Regions from separate parts of the Mus musculus genome. Here all the other regions are linked to region 3. The links are chromatin contacts, called in public ChIA-PET and Hi-C maps. All regions are on one chromosome and are shown on one strand. Each heading gives the region's core, a stretch centred on a gene start, on an enhancer-like site or on the middle of the called end of the contact. The rest is flanking DNA. Distances are from core to core; before and after follow the strand shown. Region 1 overlaps Unc79 (unc-79 homolog). Region 2 has its middle 34 kb from the start of Ifi27l2b. Region 3 overlaps Asb2 (ankyrin repeat and SOCS box-containing 2).

Region 1 (2,700 bases), core at 108-2,607, 220 kb after region 3:
CTGACAGTTGTCTCAGTAGATGAGATCACCAACAAGGTGAGTGGTGACCTTAGAGGTGGAGAAACAACCCGGGATGGCACTCCCTCTGGGAAATGAGGAAGAACTAACAGGAGAGAGAAGTAGTGATTACTGAATGGAAGGAAACCAGGCGCATGCAGTATCCACTTGAGGTAGGGTTAATCAGTTATGTAAAATATTGTAGCTCTGCCAGAGGAGATGCTTCAAGAGCTGACCATTGGCTTTAGCAATGGAGTGCCTCGGTGACCTTGGGAAATACAGTTTTGTTGTTCTAGTGGGAAGAGGGCGAAAGGAAAAAAAATATTCTGGACGAAAACTGGAGAGAGAAGTGATTGTTAAAAGAACTGCCTGTGGTGGTTGGAATGATAAATGTCCCAAATTGGCTAGCGTAGCTGATCACTTGGCCCCCAGCTGGTGGCTGTTTGGGGAGGTTGTGGAACTGTCAGGAGGGTGTTTTTGTGCACTGTGTAAAGATTGTTCTTTCAATTATTCAAACGCTGATCTCTCTGCCAGCAGAGAGTTGGCGTGCGGGCCTGACTCTGGTATTGTTATTCATATGGCTGCATTATTTCTTGTAAACATTTCTCCCTACACCTTCTGATTGGTTTAATAAAGAACTGAATAGCCAACAGCTGAGGAAGGAGAGGAGATGCCGGACTTTCAGGGAGAGAGAAGACTCTAGGAGTCAGGCACGGAAAGATCTGCCAGCCAGATGCAGAGGAAGTTACTAGGTGTTACTACGGAGACGACTTAACAAGCCATGTGGCGGGACAGAGCTAGATGGTTGGGTTTGCTTAGATGAGGTAGTTGAGAGTCTGCCAAGCTAAGGCCAAGCTTCCATAAGAGCAAAAGGTCTCCCAGTCATTTCTGGAAGCTGGTGGGTTCAAGATGGTCCTGTTATAAATGATGCCCTATGTTGGGTGCCAAATATAACATGGCATTCTTGGATCACCTTCTCTGGAATAATGACACAGAGACCTTTTATTAATGATGAATGCTCTAGTCCTTAGCTTGGCAGACTCTCAACTAGTTCTTAACTTAAAGTAACCCATGTATTCTATGGTCTGCCATGTGACTTGTTGCCTTTCCTCGGTTTTGTATGTCCGATGTCCTCCAAGTCTGGTTGGTGAATCTTCCTGCCTCTGACTATTGCCCAGAGTTCCTATCTCTGCCGGATGTCCCGCCTATGCTCTCTTGCCTAGCTATTGGCCGTTCAGCTCTTTATTACACCAATTAGAAGGCACCTTAGTCAGATGAGGCAGGACAGAAACATCTTCACACGGTGTACGAAAATACTCTCCCAACCTGGAACCTTTAGCAGGTAGGCTTTGATGGAGGAAGTGTGCGGTTGTGGCTTTAAGGGTGGAGCCTGGCCCCACATCCTGTTTCTTTTCTCTTTGGTTCCTGTGTATAGATAAAAACGACCAGCCAGTTCCCTGCTGCTGCTATGCTAGGCCTTCCCCACCTTGATGGGCTCTATCCCCCTGAACTGTGAGGCACAATAAATTCTTTCTCGTGTTGTGTTTGGTGGTCATAGTATTTTTACCACCACACGTGGAGAGAAAAGCAAAGCACTGGCTTTAGGAGTCTTTTTTTATTTTTAAATAAAGAGCAAAATAAGATTATGTCTGCATGCTCAAGTTAGAAGTCCTTTAAAAGTAAAAATCATGGAGGACAAAGAGTGGAGAACGTTGCCTGTATTCCAGGGTAGATAAAAGAATCTGGATTTGACCGGAAACCAAATGTTTAAATATAAATGCCAGGGGAGGAGGGAGGAGGTGGGGAGGAGGGAGGAGGTGGGGAGGAGGGAGGAGGTGGGGAGGAGGGAGGAGGTGGGGAGGAGCGTGGAGAGGAAGCGTGTCTTTGTGATCTTGTCATCTTGTCAATAGACCTCTGGGGAGAAAACTGGCTATGAAACAGTTAAGTGGGAGAGTGAACTGTGGACTGGGAAACACCATATAACTGGTGGGTAACTTCCCAGTTAAGGTTTGTCACTGTGACTCTAAAACCACAGGATCCACATTATACATTTTTTTATCTAAACATATCCATCATATGGGGCAGGTACTCGTGCAGGGGGAGTGTGACTTCATGAGGGATGTATTTATCCAAGCATGTTTGAAAAAGGAAATGCCAGAAAGGATACAGGTAGGGATGAGTAATACTGGTGGACTTGACCTTAAGGGGAAAAAGAAAGATATGAAGTAGAAGATACTAAAAAGACAGTAGGGTCAGTAAGTACTGGCCAGGAGAGTGAGAAGAGCCGCTAAGCAAAGAACAGTAGCTAGAGTTGAAATCACAGGAAGGTTGTAGTTGATTATCGAAATGAGTGCCTTGAACCCCATGGTTCCAGGGAGATAGAGTCCACCATGCTGGGAAATGTACTGTGTGGTGACGCCAGCAGGAAACCAGCTGGCCGTATTTCATCTATACACAGGGAGCAGCAAAGTAAGCCAGTTCACAAAACTGGGAAGCCAGAGTGTCAGAAGACAACACTTAATACCAGTAAGAATGTTGACAGGGACATATGTGTTGATGGATCCAAGAGCAAGGGAGTAGTAATGAACAATGAGACTGTGTGTCTGATGGTCAGATGACAGCAGCTGTAGGTCTTAGAGGTAAGGAAATAATGGCCTGAGGGTGGCTATGGCGAGTGAAATAACCCCTAACCCCTGGCCCAAG
Region 2 (2,702 bases), core at 128-2,627, 160 kb before region 3:
TATTTAAACATGAACACATACACACAAACACAAGCATACACAAGGAAACATGCACATATATATGCAGCAACACATACAAACACACCACACACAAATATGCACATATACACACATAAATGCAAGCGCACACACACATATATACACACATACATACATGGACACCCAAACACACCACATACAAACATGCATACATACACACACAATCAAGCACACAAACACACACACACACAAACATACACACACATATACATGAACATACACAAACACACTCTTTTTCCCCATCTTGTTTTAAGACAGGATCTCACTCTGTAGAGTAGGAAGGCCCCAAGGCCAGAGTCTTTCTATCACCATCTCTTGCATGGGAGAATTCCAGGCCTGCACTACCACACCCGGCTTTCCCATTAGAAATCAGGCTGTCTTTTGAATACTTTCCATATTTCTAGTTCTGAGGTCTTTGTGGAGTATAACATGGCCTTATAAGCCATGTTTGTTTGTTTTTTAATCTCTACTTGCCCCCCCCTTTTTTAATGATGCCACTTGGTGAACAAAGGGTTTTTGATTTGTTTTGTTTTTAAATGCTTTAGGTTTATTTTTGTGTGCACAAGCAGAGTGTTTTGCCCGTCTGCACACATGTGCAGTTGCTGAGTGCCCACAGAGGATTGGAAAGCTCCGTGTGATGCGGGGAACCAAACTCGTGTCTTCTGAAGAGCAGTAAATGCTCTTACCTATGGGGCCACCTCTCCGACCCCTTGTTTTGCTTTTGACAGGGAATTTCCCATTTTCTGTCAAGGATCCAGAACCAGCTGGGTGGCCACACCTACATTTCCTGCATCAAAAAAAAAAAAAAAAAAAAAAAAAATTCCCCAAAACTTTCATTTTTTAAAAATGGACACAGGCTGTCTGATGTAAGCGCTGGGAACCAAACTTGGTCCTAAGCAAGAACAACTCTGTTCAGCTCCTAAGTGCCGAGCTGCCTCCAGCCCCCTTGAGTTTTTAATGGAGATATAATTGTGCATGCAGAAACATATGTACATGTGCACAAATTATACACAAACATCTGGAAACGCTTTTATAAAGCCATGCTCCAAGTCCCAGAAGGCTGCTTCCTGTTCTCTCCCCCACCTCTTCCCTTCCCCTTCCTTCCCTCCCAGGCCCTTCTGTCCCTTCCCTAAGGGTGACCACTGTCTTCTTCAAGCAGCATGATTCAGTGATACATGCAACCAAACTTTACTGTCAGGAGTGTATGTGAGTGTGTGTGTGTGTGTGTGTGTGTGTGTGTGTGTGTGTGTGTGTGTGAGTTGGGGTAACTTAGGCAGATAAGTTCTTCCAGGAAGTTGTGTGGCACTGTGGTCTGTCCCCTCTGCTGACTAATTCTCTCTCTTGGAAACACTCAGCTTTCTTGTCTATTGTGCTGATGGCAGCTTAATGGATCTGCTAATAGCAGCTTAGTGGCTCTTCAGGACTCCCTTGCCCATGTCTTCTGGGAAGTCCAATGGCTTGTCCAGTCATGTGTCCTTGGAGGCTGTGGTTGGGTCCTCGGTGTTAGCAGTCTCCACTTGTGAGGGACCCAGGTTGACAAACCTGGTGAAAGGCTGTATGTAGAGATGAATGCCACTGGCTTAGGGCTGATCACATCCTCCATCCTGCCTAAGAACGGGGTGAGGGTTACCCAAATGCAGCATGATTGTGGGGCATCTTTGGACTTTGGTCTTAAGCATCCTGCATCTGCCCTGTAAGACGTTGCTGCTCTTTATAAGTCAACTAGTCCCAGGTATTTTACAGCAGGAAGGGACAGAGACACTGGCCTCTTGTGTGCCTGTTGCTTTATGAAGAGAGCATAAGAGCGCAGAGCTAGGAGAATGCCCCCAAAGTCTCCTCTGGGCTACACGGGACTCTGGGTCACCAGAAGACCTTTCTCCCTCCAAGCTGTAGACGTGATGTTTTCTAGAAACTACCAGCAACCCAGTTAACAGTGAAAGGGCTCATCCTAACCTAGCATGCAAACCTAAAAGCTCCTAGTTTTATGTCTTCAGACTATAATCCCACATCTACAGACCCTATATTATCGTTAGCCAAAAAGAGAGAAGAAGGTTTCAGCAACTTCTTCATCCGTAACTTCAGAACCACTAAGTCGGTAAGTGTGACTACTGGAGAGACTTCCTACTGCATACCTTCCTGACTGCCTCTTCCAACACTTCTTTCTGCTTAAAATCTGATTTAATAAAAAAAAAATAATAAAACTTCTTTCATACAATATTTTCTAATCACACACTTCCCTCCTGGAACTCCTCCCAGATCTGACGTAACCTCTCAATTCCAGGCCCTTTCTATTATCCGTGTGTTCATCTTATCAGTCCACTGGAGACAAGACTTTTATCTGTCAAGTTTGACAGTCATCCTCTGGGACTGCCCAGAACCAACTATAGAACCTTCTGGAAAGTTCATCTACAGAACCTTCTAGTTGAATTCTGCTGCTTTGACCAACCCCAGTCACCTGGCTGCCTTCTGGAGATGAAAAAAAATTAGCAGCAGAGACTCTCTAGTTTTCTCAAACTCCAGTGAAATACTCCTCTAGAAGTCCCTGTTGTGGGAGACAATTAGAAACCTAATGTTGGGGACAGGAACAGGAGCAAGTGGTGGGGCTTTTGCCGCCAGGCCAGTGGGCAGATGGGAAACAGTTAACCTTGGGTTGGTGAGTTTAA
Region 3 (2,700 bases), core at 57-2,556:
TTATGTAAGCAAAAGCCTCCTGGCCAGCTCAGCACTAGGGTTCTCATTTCAGACGTAAGGACCAAAGGCACATCTGTGATTTGGCATCCAGCACATATAATATTCTGCAGGCACCTGAACGCAACATGGATGTGTCTTCTATGGGGCCCTTAGCTGTTACCTGAGACCTCAGCTGTCCCAAAGAGAGCTGTAGGAAGCATGCCAAATACCAGCTTGGTGGCTTGGCCTTGGTTGGACCTATTAGGTACCGAAGCCCCCAGCTCCTGGCTCCTGGATTTGGCCTCCTGTGGACCCTCCCTGGAGCCTCCTCTAGGAAGGCTTTGCTGTGTGGTTCACAGAGAGAAGACTAGCGCTCATGAGGTGGGGAGAGAAACCCCTTGAAACACCATAGGCAGCTGTTTCCCCTGCTTGCTGTCCCCTCTCCAGGGAGGCTTCAAAAGCCATTAATCGGCTCACATTCCTTGGTGACTCCAACACCCTCTATAGCTCCCTAGTGAGAACTATGGGCCAGAGCCAAGGGCACATTTGGGGTCTTTTGACAGAGGAAGTTGAAGAGGAGGTTTGAGGAGGCTGAGAAAGATGGGTTGTACTCAGAAGATAAAGCCAAGCTAAATGAGCAGCCTTTGCTCTGTAGATAGCATTCTAGGGGGCATGACTTCCTGGGTTTGGATCCCAGTACTGACACTTAGTCTCTGAGTGACTCTGAGTAAGACGCTTGCCATCTCTGTGTTCCACCCACCTCATTTACAGACGTAGGCACTGACGTTGCGTTCTTCAAGGGTAGTTGGAAGGATGTGTCAAACCTTCAGGGCTACACTGACTGTCTTACTTCTCCTGGGTCCAGCCTGTGAGCGCAAGAACGCGGAGGCGGTGAGGATATTGGTGCGATACAACGCAGACGCCAACCACCGCTGTAACAGGGGCTGGACCGCACTGCACGAGTCTGTCTCCCGCAATGACCTGGAGGTCATGGAGATCCTAGTGAGTGGCGGGGCCAAGGTGGAGGCCAAGAATGTCTACAGCATCACCCCTTTGTTTGTGGCTGCCCAGAGTGGGCAGCTGGAGGCCCTGAGGTTCCTGGCCAAGCATGGTGAGTGGCCACACAGAACAGCTACCAAAGACCTCAGAGGTCAGCTGGGAGGGGAAGTTGCACTGGGGTCATCTTGTGGCATCCTCTGATCCAGAGCCCCACAGGGCTGTGTGGAGGACTCTTAGGCCAGGTTTAGGTTCTGTAGAGCTATGGAGAGATGCTGCTAGGTGCTTCCTGTCTTACTATCTCAGATCGAGCTCAACATCCTCCTTTCACAAAAGAGGAATCTGAGGCCTGCAAAGGGGAAGTGACTTAGCTACGGAATTAGCTGTAGAGCTATCTAGATTCTTGGACTCTTGATGCCCAAACCACTACACATCACACTGCTGGGACAGAAAGACCTCAGATGGAGATCACATCCTTGTTTTGCAGGTGATAAAAACCAAGGAAGGACCAGGGTGGGAAAGTGATTTGTCCAAGATCACACAGTAGGTTATTGATACAAATGGGATTTGAACCCAGGTCTCTGCCCTAGTTTCCCCCCCCCCCCCCAAAAAAAAGAAAAAGAAAAACAACAACAACAAAACAAAATCAAAAACAAAAAAAACCGTAACAGGAGAAACTAAAACCATACTGCTTGCACCATGATGTTGCAGTAGCAAAGACCTCAAAAACATGAATAAAAACTGAGTATTTTGACAACCCACTCCAAGCTCTCCTGCGATTGTCTTTCCCTCTCAATGGAAGGAAGTTCTGTCTGGAGAACTGGAGAGGCCGAGACTATGCAGAAGTGTTGGGGCTGTGCTGCAACAAACCAGTGAGGACCTACTGTGTGTCAGGCCTCCTGCTAAGCATGGACCTATGACAGATAGGTAGAGTGTGGCCCAGGGGACCCATCCTAACCCCACTGTATACTTGAGGGGATCGAGGCTCAGACAGGTTAAGTGATTGCTCACTGTAAGAGCCTGGATCTGACCTGTGTCTGCCTCTCAGCCTAGGAGATGGACCCTGGGCCTGACTAAGGCTCTTAGCCAGGGATGACTGCAATGAACACTCTGACAACTCAGTGGAGTCCTGGAGCCCAGGCCAGCAAGCTGTGCTGAGGGCAAGGGTGCAGTGGGTGAGGGGGACCTCCTCTCCAGGCAGTCGCCCTCTTCCCTGCCGATATTGAGGCAGGGACTGCTCCCTTCATGGGGAGTTAAAGCCAGTTCCTATACAAATATTTTCCTTATGTGAGCAGGCTGCTTTGCTCAAGCCTAGGCCTGCGGGGGAGCCTAAGCATGAGGCCCAGGGGCTTGTTAAAGGTGTCCCTATACTGTTCCTCTGAGGGAAGGGACAGTCTCTGCCCTGAGCTCTGTCTAGACAGCAGTGGCTTCTGAGGCTGGTGCTATGTTTCTGTTATGTTATTTACACCTCACCCTAAACAGGAGAGGGCAGGACTATGACTCTTGACTAACAAGCAGGTAAACTGAGGCTTCTAAAAGCTGTCTAAGGCCCCAGAGCTTGGGAGTCATGGTACAGAAACTTTCATGGTCCTGATGAGCCCTCAAGGCCTGGTGCTCTTCTCAGAAGGCCAGGACAAGTCCTCCGCTGCTGAAAATGAAGTCATCGGAAAGGGTGAGAGGAGCAGATGGCTCTGACAGAGGAGCTGTGGCTGACACAAGCCTTTG

What was found. A called contact is a pair of places that touch in the nucleus more often than the background predicts. ChIA-PET counts read pairs in DNA pulled down with a chosen protein or histone mark.
Region 1: an RNA polymerase II ChIA-PET map of memory CD8 T cells shows a contact between it and region 3, with 38 read pairs. The contact joins two enhancer-like sites. A contact is called at or near these places in 3 of 39 promoter capture datasets (cranial neural crest, frontonasal cranial neural crest and second pharyngeal arch cranial neural crest), 1 of 484 Hi-C or Micro-C datasets (nephron progenitors), 3 of 115 datasets of contacts at active chromatin or transcription factors (T-cell acute lymphoblastic leukemia, embryonic stem cells and memory CD8 T cells) and 1 of 9 other capture datasets (embryonic stem cells).
Region 2: a Hi-C map of Th1 cells shows a contact between it and region 3, with 2.0 times the contacts expected there. The contact joins two enhancer-like sites. A contact is called at or near these places in 25 of 484 Hi-C or Micro-C datasets (B cells, the Ba/F3 cell line, the G1E-ER4 cell line and 13 more), 3 of 115 datasets of contacts at active chromatin or transcription factors (CD4 single positive thymocytes, large pre-B cells and thymic regulatory T cells) and 2 of 9 other capture datasets (embryonic stem cells and liver).

Annotation. Positions count from the first base shown.
Region 1 is chr12:103,115,503-103,118,202 of GRCm38.p6, reverse strand. All of the region lies in intron 30 of Unc79 (unc-79 homolog), which reads right to left. Among named protein-coding and RNA genes, the nearest start is that of Prima1, 130 kb to the left of the region's middle. Within about 2 kb of position 1,357, at least 26 of the 459 cell types and tissues checked have an H3K27ac peak or open chromatin away from gene starts, as enhancers often do. A contact at or near this core is called in memory CD8 T cells, where this site is marked.
Region 2 is chr12:103,490,071-103,492,772 of GRCm38.p6, reverse strand. No RefSeq gene overlaps it. Among named protein-coding and RNA genes, the nearest start is that of Ifi27l2b, 34 kb to the right of the region's middle. Within about 2 kb of position 1,377, at least 12 of the 459 cell types and tissues checked have an H3K27ac peak or open chromatin away from gene starts, as enhancers often do. A contact at or near this core is called in Th1 cells and regulatory T cells, where this site is marked.
Region 3 is chr12:103,331,682-103,334,381 of GRCm38.p6, reverse strand. Asb2 (ankyrin repeat and SOCS box-containing 2) reads left to right here. Exons shown (of 10, transcript NM_023049.1): 6 at 845-1,090. Among named protein-coding and RNA genes, the nearest start is that of Gm15523, 3.8 kb to the left of the region's middle. Within about 2 kb of position 1,306, at least 67 of the 459 cell types and tissues checked have an H3K27ac peak or open chromatin away from gene starts, as enhancers often do. A contact at or near this core is called in Th1 cells, memory CD8 T cells and regulatory T cells, where this site is marked.